2 separate regions of the Oryctolagus cuniculus genome follow, and region 2 is linked to region 1. Evidence: chromatin contacts called from public Hi-C data. All regions are on one chromosome and are shown on one strand. The core of a region is the stretch at or near the end of the contact, and the rest is flanking DNA. Distances in the headings are between cores, read along the strand shown. Region 1 holds the start of SFR1 (SWI5 dependent homologous recombination repair protein 1). Region 2 overlaps SLK (STE20 like kinase).

What was found. Hi-C and Micro-C count contacts between places; a contact is called where the count stands out from the background.
Region 2: a contact with region 1 is called in a Hi-C map of an unstated tissue, with 2.9 times the contacts expected there. The contact joins the enhancer-like site here to the promoter of SFR1 in region 1. A contact is called at or near these places in 3 of 6 Hi-C or Micro-C datasets (ear pinna, skin fibroblasts and an unstated tissue).

The regions. Positions count from the first base shown.
Region 1 is chr15:25,895,022-25,901,284 of mOryCun1.1, forward strand. It overlaps SFR1 (SWI5 dependent homologous recombination repair protein 1), which reads right to left and starts at 3,543. Exons shown (of 4, transcript XM_008270482.4): 1 at 2,995-3,543; 2 at 1,710-1,831; 3 at 761-1,171. The coding sequence starts at 1,805.
Region 2 is chr15:26,003,014-26,009,144 of mOryCun1.1, forward strand. SLK (STE20 like kinase) reads right to left here. Exons shown (of 19, transcript XM_002718721.5): 19 at 1,346-4,895. The coding sequence ends at 4,749. Among named protein-coding and RNA genes, the nearest start is that of COL17A1, 54 kb to the left of the region's middle. Within about 2 kb of position 2,433, at least 1 of the 8 cell types and tissues checked has an H3K27ac peak or open chromatin away from gene starts, as enhancers often do.

The sequences.
Region 1 (6,263 bases), core at 2,293-4,792:
GCTGCTCACTATGCTAAGATACGTAAAAATTGGATTTTTAAAAGATGTATTTGTTTTGAAACCAGAGGAATAGAGAGGGGGAAAGAGAGAGAGGAAATCTCTCAACCACTGGTTCACTCCCCAGATGGCTACAATAGCCAGGGCTGGTCCAGTCTTAAGCCAGGAGCCCAGAAATACATCTGAGTCTCCCACATGGGCTGCATGGGCACAAGTACTTGGGACATCTACTTACTTCACTGGAACATTATCAGGGAGCCAGATCAGAAGCAAAGCAGCCACAACTCAAACCTGGCTCCAATATGGGATGCAAGCATTGAAAGCAGTGGCTCAACACGCTGTGCCACAACACTGGCCCCTGAAGATGGATTTCTACTTCTGAAATTACTTTCCTGAAATGTATGTAAAAACAAAAAATTGGGGGCAGGTGCTGTGGCACAAGGGTTAAAGCCCTGGCCTGAAGTGCCAGCATCCCTTATGGGCGCCGGTTCTAGTCCCGGCTACTCCTCTTCTGATCCAGCTCCCTGCTGTGGCCTGGGGTAGTGGTAGAGGATGGCCCGGGTCCTTGGACCCCTGCACCCACGTGGGAGACCCCAAGGAAGCTCCTGGCTCCTGGTTTCGGATTGGCGCAGCTCTGGCCGTTGCGGACATCTGGGGAGTGAACCAGCAATGGCAGACCTTTCTCTCTCTGTCTCTACCTCTCTGTAACTCTTTCAAATAAATAAAATAAATCTTAAAAAAAATTGTTAAAAATTCCTCTTACCTTCGATCTATACATTTTGACTAATTTTAGCCTCCGAAGAAGGTCCTCTTTTTCCTGAACCTGCTTCACCAATTTTGCTCTTTCTTCCTTCAGTCCTTGTATAGGAAGATTCTCCTTCATGAAGTCATTTTGGAGAACACTGCATGACCCTGTATCAAGTGAGGTAGCTTCACATGCACTGACGTTCTGGAATGTATTTTTCAAATGCGTACTTTCTTCAAGTTCACTGTCTATGCGTTTAAAACTTTCTTGAAATTCCAAACAGTTTTCTTCTGTGGCAGAGGGTGGCTTCTCTGACAAGTTCTGATCATTTTCTTCATTGTCAACTTTAAGACGTTTTACCACACTGTAACAGGAATTAAATGAAAATCTTGTTTTCCTTAATCTTTCTCTAAGTGTTGCACTCATAGGCTGAAAGGAGAACAAAATATTAAAAATGTTAACCAAGTCTTCATGTAAAGAAATGTGCTAGAAATAAAAGCCTTACATTTCTATAGTAGACACCACTAGGGGGCTTTCTGTCTCCACATATCTAAAGTAACCATCACAAAATGTCTTTAATTTCCAGAAGTTCCATTAATTTTCCTCTCTACCTCAGCCAGGTCAACACCCTTCTAAAGTCATCCCAATAATCAAACTTCTCTCAGCATCTAGCCCATACCTCCTGCTACACCAGATGCTATAGGATAGCAGACTGAGGAAAGACCCACTGCCACCAAAGTCCTTCACCGTGATAATACCGCAGATCCAGACTTCCTCACTTTGGAGTGTTGCAATAATCTAATCCGAAACTAAATGAATTGGCTCAGTATGCAAATCTGGAAGGGGCTGGTCACACACTGTATCTTAGAAGAAACTAAATGACTATTTAACAAAATATCTGCACGTTAATGAACAATCTTTGGAGTTAAACCCCGCCGATACTTAAGACTGAATAAGATCTCCGTACTTGTTTTCCTGAGCTCCTTGCAAGGGAAGATGGCGGATTCGCACAGGCCTGTGGGGTGCTAGGTGCAATCACCGCTGAGTCTGATGGGCTTTCCATCTTGAAAATGAAATCTTGGGTTACCTCTAGAACCAGAAAAAGTAATTATGAAATGGGACTCAAAATAACCATACCTTTCTAAAGTCCTCCATTTTTATCCAAGTATTTCTTTATTGGGCCAGCAGTTTTTTGTTTTTTGTTTTTTCTTCTAATTTGTTAGTTAATTCTCGCTATTTTTGGAGTTTTTCACTTACCTTCCCACACAAGGACAACTAGTTTTTTCATGACAAATTAACCTACTAGTATCTCATAGAAACGAGACTTGTTAGCCATGAAGTATCTTCCAAGTCTCCATTACGGGGGCAAGGGAGAATAACAACTTTAGATAGTGATTCTTTCGTTGTGACAGCTTCATAATTAAGAGACATGGCCTAAGTGGGCTCAAAAGGCATAATCGGACCTGAACTTGTCAATCATCCCGAACCCTAAAAGCCGCTTGACTAGAACCAGGCGTTAAGAAACAAGAAAATATAAAGAAAAAAAAAAATCACGCCTGTCTGCACTTTCAGAGTAAAAGCGAACAGACACTGAAGAGGGAAGTCGACTGAAGCTGTCCCTTCCAACTCGGTGGGGTAGAACCAGAGAGGCGGCCACTCCCCTTTCCCCCATGCAGGGAGCCCGCCGGCCCTCCAGACACCCCAGGCCTGAGGGAGGGTCGAGGGCCCCCGACTGCGGAAAGGAACCTCTACCTGGCTTTTCAGCAAGCCCCCGAAGCCCAGCACTCAGACACCCCCCTGGGCCGAAGCACGCTACCGCCCTCCGCCAACCCCACAGCATTCAAACACCGCGCGGAGCCGCGGCCGTCAGCCGATGCAGCTCCAAGGGGCGGGGCCGCACGGGAGCGGAAGAGACTCCTGATTGGCTAGATTGATGCGCGCGAATCCGCGTGTCCGGAGACCCCTAGAGCGCGCGACCGCGAGCTTCCGCCAGGGAAGGTCATGTGGCGGGGCGGGGCCGAGTCGCGTGATTGGCAAGGTTGACGGGAACGCGCTGCCTCGCCCCGCCCGGCGTCCGGTCTGGCTCCGGAGTCGGGCTGAGAGCTTCGGGAGTAACTCATGGATCCTGAGGGGGCGCGCTGGCGTCCGCGGCGGCCCTTCCCGCTTCCTTGTTTCTGTGCGTCTGTGAAGTGCGCTCGCTTGTGTCCCCAGCTTCCGTTCTCCAGGCTCCAGCCCGTCTGGTCTGCGCTCACCTCAGCAAAGACTGTTTTCAGACGTGGCGGGGCCGAACGCCGCCCGGCTGGCTAGGAACTCAAGTCACAACTCTCAAGACCACGGAAGAGCAGCGTTGGGTTCCAGCCCTTGGGGAACAGGCTTGAGAGAAATCGACCCAGGGGTGCCGACACAGTCGGCCGAGCGGATCCCTAGCCCTCTGCTGCCACAAACTCGGTTTTCCAAGTTTTTTTAAATTCAAATATGAAGGGAGAGGAAGGCCAGCGCCACTTGTGGCGCAGTACAGGAAGCGCAATGCCCTATCCAGAACTCCGACGCTTCAGACAGAAGTGGCCGCGGCCGAGCGCAGGCCGAAAACCCCCTCGGCTTCCGGTGTGGCGCGGCTGTTGCTAGGCAACGGCGCCCGCCGCTCCGGGTGGGGCAGCCGAGCCGGCGCGGCGCTGAGCGACTTCTGACTCACGTGGAATCCGGGAAGTGTCCGGGCGGTGCGCTCAGTCCTCTTACGGAAGGGCCGTTGTAAACGGTGACACCGTCTCAACGACGTGATAAAAATGGCCCGGAAATAGCCAAAAGGAAATTTGAATCCTAAGCAAGCCAAGTATAAATAAAGAGCCCAAAGACAATCTAATGCAGTGATTAGCGGACGTAACCGCCCAAGTCACATTGTCGAACTCCACATCCCGGCGCTGTATTCTGTGTGCTTTCTACTGTGGTGTCCGTGTGCCTCGGTTTCCTGATCTGAAAATCGGGACAATTCCTGCCTCCTAGAGACTGGAGGATTAAATGGGAGCTCAGGAGAGGCAGCCACAGCAGTGCCAGGTAACTAAGAAGCGCTCACTGTTCTTTCATACGTGCAAATGCATTAATTAACCATCCCCAAACTGATTTAAAGGACTGCGTTACGTGAACTTTCATCCCTTTACTTAACTCTGCCCCCCAAAACAGAGATTTAAAAAATAAAGATGCCGTGATCTGTAAGATCCCACACGATTTAAACCATAAGTAGAAAACTTGCACATATAATTTATAGTATGTTATACCTCTAAATTTTTCAAAAATTATATAAATAGGGGCTGGTACTGTGGCGTATGGGTAAAGCCGCTGTCTGCAATGCCGGCATCCCATATGGGCACTGGTTCGAGTCCCGGACACTCCACTGCAGATCCAGCTGTCTGCTGTGGCCTGGAAAAGCAGTGGAAGATGGCCCAAGTCCTTGGGCCCCTGCACCACTTGGGAGACCTGGAAGGAGCTCCTGGCTCCTGGCTTCCGACCGGTGCAGCTCTGACCATTGCAGCCAATTGGCAATTGGGGAGTGAACCAGCAGATGGAAGAACTCGCTCTCGCCCTCTCTCTCTCTCTGCTTCTCCTTCTCTCTCTAACTCTTTCAAATAAATAAAAATCTTTAAAAATTATATAAATGTACAAAGTGAAAGCAAGAACTCATGCTGTTGTGATACAGTTATTCATCCCCCCAAGCTACAGGTCTCAAGTCTGTGCAATTATTTCTCCCTTCACTTATCCACTGGCACCAATTAGTCTCACTGCAAAACAGAACAGAATGATTTGTCCTGACACTGGCAGCACAATGCAGACTCTGCATGTTCTCTATTCCTCGAGGCATAAGGGTGAGTTGTTTTTATGAGTCCCTAAAACCAGCTGCTTTTATCATTACAACCTAACCGAGGGCTGTGTTTTTGCTGGCTGCATAAAGCAAAACAACAGCTTGCCTTGCAGATGTTCTGACTTGCTTTGTTATGTGAACTGGTACATCAAAATGGGGCTATTGGGCCAGATTTTAGAAGAATTTCAGAACAAATACTCAAAAGAACTTGTGTTTCAGAAATGTGCCTTTGTTGACCTACATCTCTGAATTTGATGAGTTGTTAGGATATACCCTCAATCCTCATAAATATGTTTGTATTTTACTTACTCTGATCACATATCAAATTAGAAACTCACCTTCTGCTTTCAGTTTGGTGTAAGAAATCTACAATATAGCTCCTATACTTTTTTAAAAAATATTTATTATTTATGTATTTTGAAAGGCAGAGTTACAGAAAGGCAGAGGCCAAGAGAGGTCTTCCATCTGCTGGTTCACTCCCCAAATGGCTGCAATAGCCTGAGCTGGGCCAACCCAAAGCCAGGAGCCAGGAGCTTCCTCTGGGTCTCCCACACAGTTGCAGGGGCCCAAGGACTTGGGCCATCTTCCACTGCTTTCCCAGGCCATAGCAGAGAGCTGGATCAGAAGAGGAGCAGCCAGGTCTCAAACCAGTACCCATATGGGATGCTGGCACTGCAGAGAGCAGCTTTACCCACTAATCTACAGCGCTGGTACTTTTCATTGTACCTTTAGATAAAGCCTAACACACACTTCCTTGTATTTAGGGACCTGGCATCTATAAACCTTGAAAGAGTTTGGTGTTTCTGACACAGGATGTTGTATGTTTCTCCTCATAATTTTCAGTACTACCACAGTGAGCCCAAAAGCAAAGATTCCTTACTCTCCCAGAAAAACTAATTTGAGCAATAGAATTCAATGATAGTAGTACTTCATATCAACCTCAGTCAGACTTTATGGGTATCTTTTTAAATTTATTCAATACCCAGGGTTACTGTTGGCCACATGTTACTCATCGGGGAGTGGTAAATACTGCTTCCCTTCTTGTCTGTGATGACTGTTGGTGGGATGATGATGTAGACTTAAAAATCCTTATGAGGGTTTTTTTTTAATTATTCTTTTTCAATGGCAAGAAAAAGGTTAGTGAATAGCCTCCCTCACCCCCATTTTTCAACACACACGTCACATACACACACACACACTTTTAAGCCACAAGTAAAATTACTGTTTTGGTAGATTAATTTTTTTTGAATTCTTGATTTAGGATGATTTTTTAATCTGCATCTCAGAATGATCTAAATTCCAGTCCATAGATTTTTCTGTATTGATGAAAATTTTGGCTCATATAGCTAGTATCCGCAGGTATTTTTTAAACAAATGTATAAATATAAACTCCTAAAACTAGGATTAAAATCCACTTGGGTGAGGAATCTCCATGTGTAAATCTGTGTAAATCTCCACGATTAAGTTGATTTATAATTTTCATTAAAACAAACCAACTGAATTTTTTTTATAAATGTATTTCTCTCTTTTTTATTTTTTATTTATTTATTTTTTGACAGGCAGAGTGGACAGTGAGAGAGAGAGACAGAGAGAAAGGTCTTCCTTTTGCCGTTGGTTCACCCTCCAATGGCCACCGCGGCTGGCGCGCTGCAACCCCCCCCCCCCCCC
Region 2 (6,131 bases), core at 1,183-3,682, 110 kb after region 1:
TGCTCCCTTTTTAAAAGTTTATATTGGGGCTGGTGCTGTGGCATGGTAGGTTTAGCCTCCCTCTGCTGCACTGGCATCCCTCATGGGTGCCTGTTCACGTCCCGGCTGCTCCTCTTCCAATCCAGTTTTCTGCTTACAGCCTGGGAAAGCAGTGGAAGATGATCAGAGGTCCAAGTGCTTGGGCACCTGCAACCATATGGGAGACCTGGAAGAAGCTCCTGGCTTTAGATTAGCCCAGCTCTGGCCATTGAGTTAGAGGCTCTAACTCTGCCTCTCAAATAAATATTTCTTTTAAAAAAGCTTATTTGAAATGCAGGAGAGATCTCTCAACTGCTTGTTCACTCTCCAAATACCCACAATAGCCAGGGCTGGGCTGGGGCCGAAGCCAGAAACCAGGCCCTCAATCTAGAACTCTCATGTGGGAGGCTGAGACCCAACTACTTGAGCCATCACCTGCTGCCTTCCAGGGCTGCGTTAGCAAGAAGCTGGAGTCAGGAGCCAGAGCTCGGAATCAAACCCAGGTACTCCAATGTGGGACTTACTAGCTAGGCCAAACGCCACCCTCATATTCCCTCTTAATGATTCTTACCTTGATGAATCAGACTAGCTTTCCCCTTGTGATTATGACTGTATCTTACTAAGATACTCAAAAGTCTTCAGAGTTCTTTGCCCAAGAGAAATAGGGTAGGACTCCAAATCTGCAGTCTTCCCTGGACAAAACCCAGAACAAGGGCGGGCAGATATGAGGTATGCTCTCAGCTGGATCGCACTGGATCTGAGCCCCTTTTGTTTCATCTTTTTTTTTTTTAAAAAAAAGACAAGAATGAGCTCAATGGTGCACAATACTCCTAGATTAGAAAGTGACATGCTACGCCTCCCTCCAACCACACTGAACACTTGCCAAATGATGCTGTCCAGAGCCTGCTGAATCTTGTGTATCAATGATAAAAAGAGGTTATTTGAGCAGAAGTGACATCATATCATCTGTGTAACTGCTTTCCATGAAGGAAAATCTATCCCAAGGGAGGAAAGAGGAGGGGAAATGTGGATGTATATATACACTGATGGAAGTGTTTTGACCTCTGGAAAAACCTCACCTGCCTCCCACCCCCCACCCCCCACTATCATAGAAAACTACATTTGTGAGATTTGTGAGTGTGGTAGTCACACAGTTGGTTACAACTACAGACAGCTAGGAACACTGGTAAGTTGGGAAGGGTTAGGAGACCTGGATGATGGCAAGTTTGAAAATGCAACTAGGACCCCAAAAAGTAGCAAAGTGTTCTCATACAAGACAATCCGGTTCCAAAGATTCTCAACAACAACAAAAAAATGCTTCCCAAAATATATTAAGAAATAACTTTATTTTTTATTTGCCAATCTCATGATTGAAAAGACATGTTGATCCCAAAGAGACAAGAGGCATGACCTGGAACAAAATTCTTTCTGAAAATTTAGTTTGTGAACTTACAACACTGCAAATCAGAGGATCACAAAAAGCTGCAGCCAACACTTAAAAACTGGTAAAAAACACTCTATCCCAAGCTTAGGAGCAGAAAGGTGAAAGCTTTTCAAAACCATCATCAGCCACAGAACAGCAACAACGGAGGAATTAATTGTTATGCCCTCAACTTGAGAAAAGCATTTACAAATACCATCCCATTTCCTAGAAAAGATCATTTTGCAGAAAAGAACTGATTTATTGAATCAAAAGACTATTAGCACAGAATTCTCTTCTTCCCTTCAGTTCTAGGTTTTCCTTTACTCAACAGCATCTCTAGCTCATGCCTGGACAGAATTTGGCTTCTCAGAAGAATCCTTGTCATTTCAGCACAGTGTGGAACAGGGGAAAGTGTGTACTTACAAGGGGACCAGAAGACTACAAAAAACAATCACTTCTGGAGCTTGCTGATGCTCAAGAAATCAGAGACGAGGGTCTCATTAATGCCTGAGAGCTTTGTGCTTGAGGAAACACTAGAGTAGAGGTAGCTCTGGTTCTGGTTTGTATTTAATAATGATTTGTTAGATCCTGTCATAGGAAGGTTCTAATTGTTTGAACAAAATGAAAGCACTCTGAATTTTTCTTTCCCACCCTCCAGTTTCCTATAAGAAAGGGTAAGAAAAAGCTTAATGTGACTCCACACAGAATAGCAGCTAATTCAGTAATTCATACCCTGTGGGCTGACAGGACGAGTAAAGGCAGTGTGGTGCCCTGGGCTCTAGGAGGAAGACCTGCAGAAGAGCAGAGGCCTTGCGTGTTCACAGCCCTCAGGGAAACGAGGGGAGGCTACTGTCTAGGGTGCACAGACTGAGAATTTCTTTTGCACACGTCACAGCACATTCTCCCCCAGCAACAACCACCCAAATGAGGAATGGATCTGGCTGCACGCGTAGCGGCTTCCTCACCCTCACTTCATGCAGGAAAGATCGTTATTACCTATTGAATACAGGGCTGTGTACGAGGTGGGAGGGCATGGATACAAACAGCACATTCCATAAGAAAACACTTTTTGAAAAGATTTATATAACTTTAAGCATTAAATGAATGATTCACCTCTGCATGTCCTACACCCACATGGTCATATTTGAAAGAGAACTCAAGCACAAACACTGAATCCAAAGGGCGGTTCTAAGGGAGGTGCGAGAGTTGCTGATAAACTTACCCCAAGTGTTTAACTGTTCCTCTCTGAGCCTCTCTCCTTGATTCAACACTCTGAATGTCAAGTCGGAAGGATTAGAATCAAATATTCAGACCAAATTAATAATGTGCCATAAACTATTTAGTACAGGATATTTAAATGATATTGAAAAAATGCTCATTGCCTGAAGTATTCATTTTTTAAAAGCCAATAAACTGAAAATTTCAAAGGAGAAAGTAGTATGAGAACCTTCCTCCCCTCTCCCTCTTCAAATAATCATTAAATACACTGGGCAACATTATACAATCATTTTTATCATAACAATATAAACAATTTCCATCATAATCCTGAATATTACTTTATAAAGATATATATTTTAAAAGGCTTTCAAAACAATTTTCAACCCAGCATTTGAGAATAAAGCATTAAGAGTTTTGTTTACAGCAACACATTCATGTGATAAGTGTATGAATTTACAACATACATAATATATATATGTATATATATATATTTATATAAAAAACAAACTTGGCCAGAAGTTAAGGCTACCTACAAAGTTGTCCAAGTAATTTTACTTGTCAAAACAATTACAAAGTTAAAATCATACATGCATTTTTAAATCATCTAAACCACCAAAATAAGGTTCAGCATCCAAAGTTTTCAAATTAACTGAAAGAAAGTGCTACAGACATATACATTTTCTTAATATCAAATCAGTGTTCCCAGAACATTACATTTAAATTTTTCACCAGCCTCAGAAGTAATATAACTAAAAACTCAAACTTTTACAATTTGGTACCTACTACTCTTAAAAGAGAATAGGCTGCAAATGGCAGGCAGCAAGCACCACTGACAAATGTGCTCTCTCTCCTGCACCCCAGTACAGACTATAATACTGTTTGACCTGACACACTGAAATTCTAAGCCTCAAAAGGAACTAAGAATGAAATTTCATTAATAATTACACATATCAGCAACCACATGATAAAGGTTTCAGGCCTTTCCCACGTAAATCAAAGTAAATAATTTAATCATGGAATAAAATAAAACTTCATTTCAAAATAAGAAAAAGTCATTTCTAATATTTGTCTTAATATTTAAATCCTGTTTGAAAAGTATTGTGAACAAATGTCTCTTTTAAGATTAACTTCATAAAATATATTTATAAATATAACTCAGAACCTACAGGCTTCTGACAGTTTGAAATATAACAAAATTTGCTATGATGGAGACAAGTTTTCTAACCAGTTGATGTATTAAGAAATAAACTGGGACAACCAAATCTATATTACTTTTAATTTTGTGAATTTTACATTTCCAATTTCAAATCTAAAAGCTATTTTTCTGCTTTTCCAAACTTAGTATAACATATATTTCAGGATGAAAATATTTATCAAATAATAGATCATTTAAAAACAATAAAGCTTAATACTAAGGGTGTTTTGTCCCTACTGATCAAAAAGAAAATCCTATTGACTGGAATTTAGTCCTACAGGCACTATCTTTAATAAAACTAGCACCCTCAGTCATTAATTAGCTCATGCCTAAACAGGCAATTATTTTCAACAAATTACTGAAGTAACTTTCCTTCAAAAAGACTCTATTTAAAGAAAAAATATATTTATTTACTGAATCAACAGCATATTCTGAGCAACTTATATAGTTTTATGAGTGCTGATTCACCAAATGAAAATTACTCTAACTCCTTACAGCACAGTTTCAACCACAGAATGTAGGCATCATTGAGAATTCAGATCAAGTAAAAAGATATTTATTAACAATACTTAGTAATGTAACAGGTTTTTAAAAAACAAATTTAAACATTATTTCTCTAACAATTTTGCAGGTAACAGTGTCTGAAGAACACAATTTTTAAGAATAATATACAAAGTCACCTTAGGGAAATACTACATAAGATGCACTTTGCCAACATGGCCCAGCACCTGTCTTAGTTCACTTTCCCTTCATCTTTTCGTGAAACAAAACAAAACAAAACACAAAACAAAACCCTCTAGAAGGTGAGGCAGGTGATTGTCTCCATGGCAGAAGATGAAGAGAATACAAGGACATATTTAAAAAGCCACCCAGACCACAGAAGTCCTCCCACTGTTACGATCCAGTGGAATGCAAGCTAGGAATGGGATAGAATTTAGAAATTCGGCTCTGTGTTGACGGGTTAAGGCATTCAGACTCTCCAGTCATTTTAAAGAACACTTCCTGTTCCTGGAGTTTCCTGGCAAACTCTTCTTCCAATGTCTTAAAAAGGAAGGGAAAAAGAAAGAAAATGTTATGTGCTGGTATTATACTGTACATGGAATTTACTGACGGCAAAGAGAAAACCACATGTCCCAAACACTTCTCTGTGTATCATCCTAAGGAAGCCAACTGCTCAGTAGTGAAGATCAGAAGCTTTGAACGCCCCTGGTTTCAAGTTCTAGCTCAGCCATGTGAACAGATCACTTGGGTGAATTACTTCACTTCTCTGCATTACAGTATCATTTACTATCTCTGCTGTGAAACAAGGAGACTACCTATCTCACTGATTTGCTCTGTCAAGAATCTACACAGTAATGATGGACTGACCACACACTGGGTGCCGCAACAGACAGCACCTACTATTAGCTAAATCTGACTCTCACACAAGCCCCTTACCACCTTCTACTTTCTGTTTTAGTTATCAATATGCATGTTTTTCTTCTATACGCTATGTAAAGGACAGATCTAAACTAAGTTTACCTTTACATCCCCAAGATACACAACATAAATAGTTAAGTACTTGATAAATACCTGAAGTACTGTTGCGATCTCAGTGTTTGTGTTCCCCCCACTCCCAGAAAATTCTCTTACACCTAATCCCAAATATGATAATATTAGGAAGTTGGGTCTTCCAGAGGTGACTAGGTCATAAAAGTGGAACTCTCATTCATGGGATCAGTGTCCTCATAAGAGGCTGAAGGGAGAGCTCTTCACCCTTTGCCACGTGAGGACAACATGAGCAGGTAGCAGTACGTAACCAGGAGAGAGCCCTCACCAGAGCCTGACCATGCTGGCACCCTGATCCAGATATCCCAGCCTCCAGCTCATGGTATTTAGCTGTAGCAGCCTCAATGGATTAAGATAGGCATCACTGACTTTGTGGACAAGTGAGTCAGGGATAAATGCTGTTGTAAAGGTAGAAATGATAGGAAAAGATAGGAGGATACAAAAATGTATCTCAGAAGAGGTGAAACATGAGCTTGATCTGCAGAAAAGATTAAGAATTCAATAGACAAAATGGGGAAGGCATGCCAGACAGAGGGGGCCCAAACAATGGCACAAAGCAGAAAACTGCAGAGCTCATGTGGAGAATAGTGACTACAACCCATGCAGGAACAAGCCTGGGAGTCAAGTGGGTGGTGAGAGATGAAGCTACTAAGGTTGTGTTGTACTACGAAGGCTTCAAAATCAAACTGAGGCATTTAGAAGATTTATCAATACCACTGTGATGATACC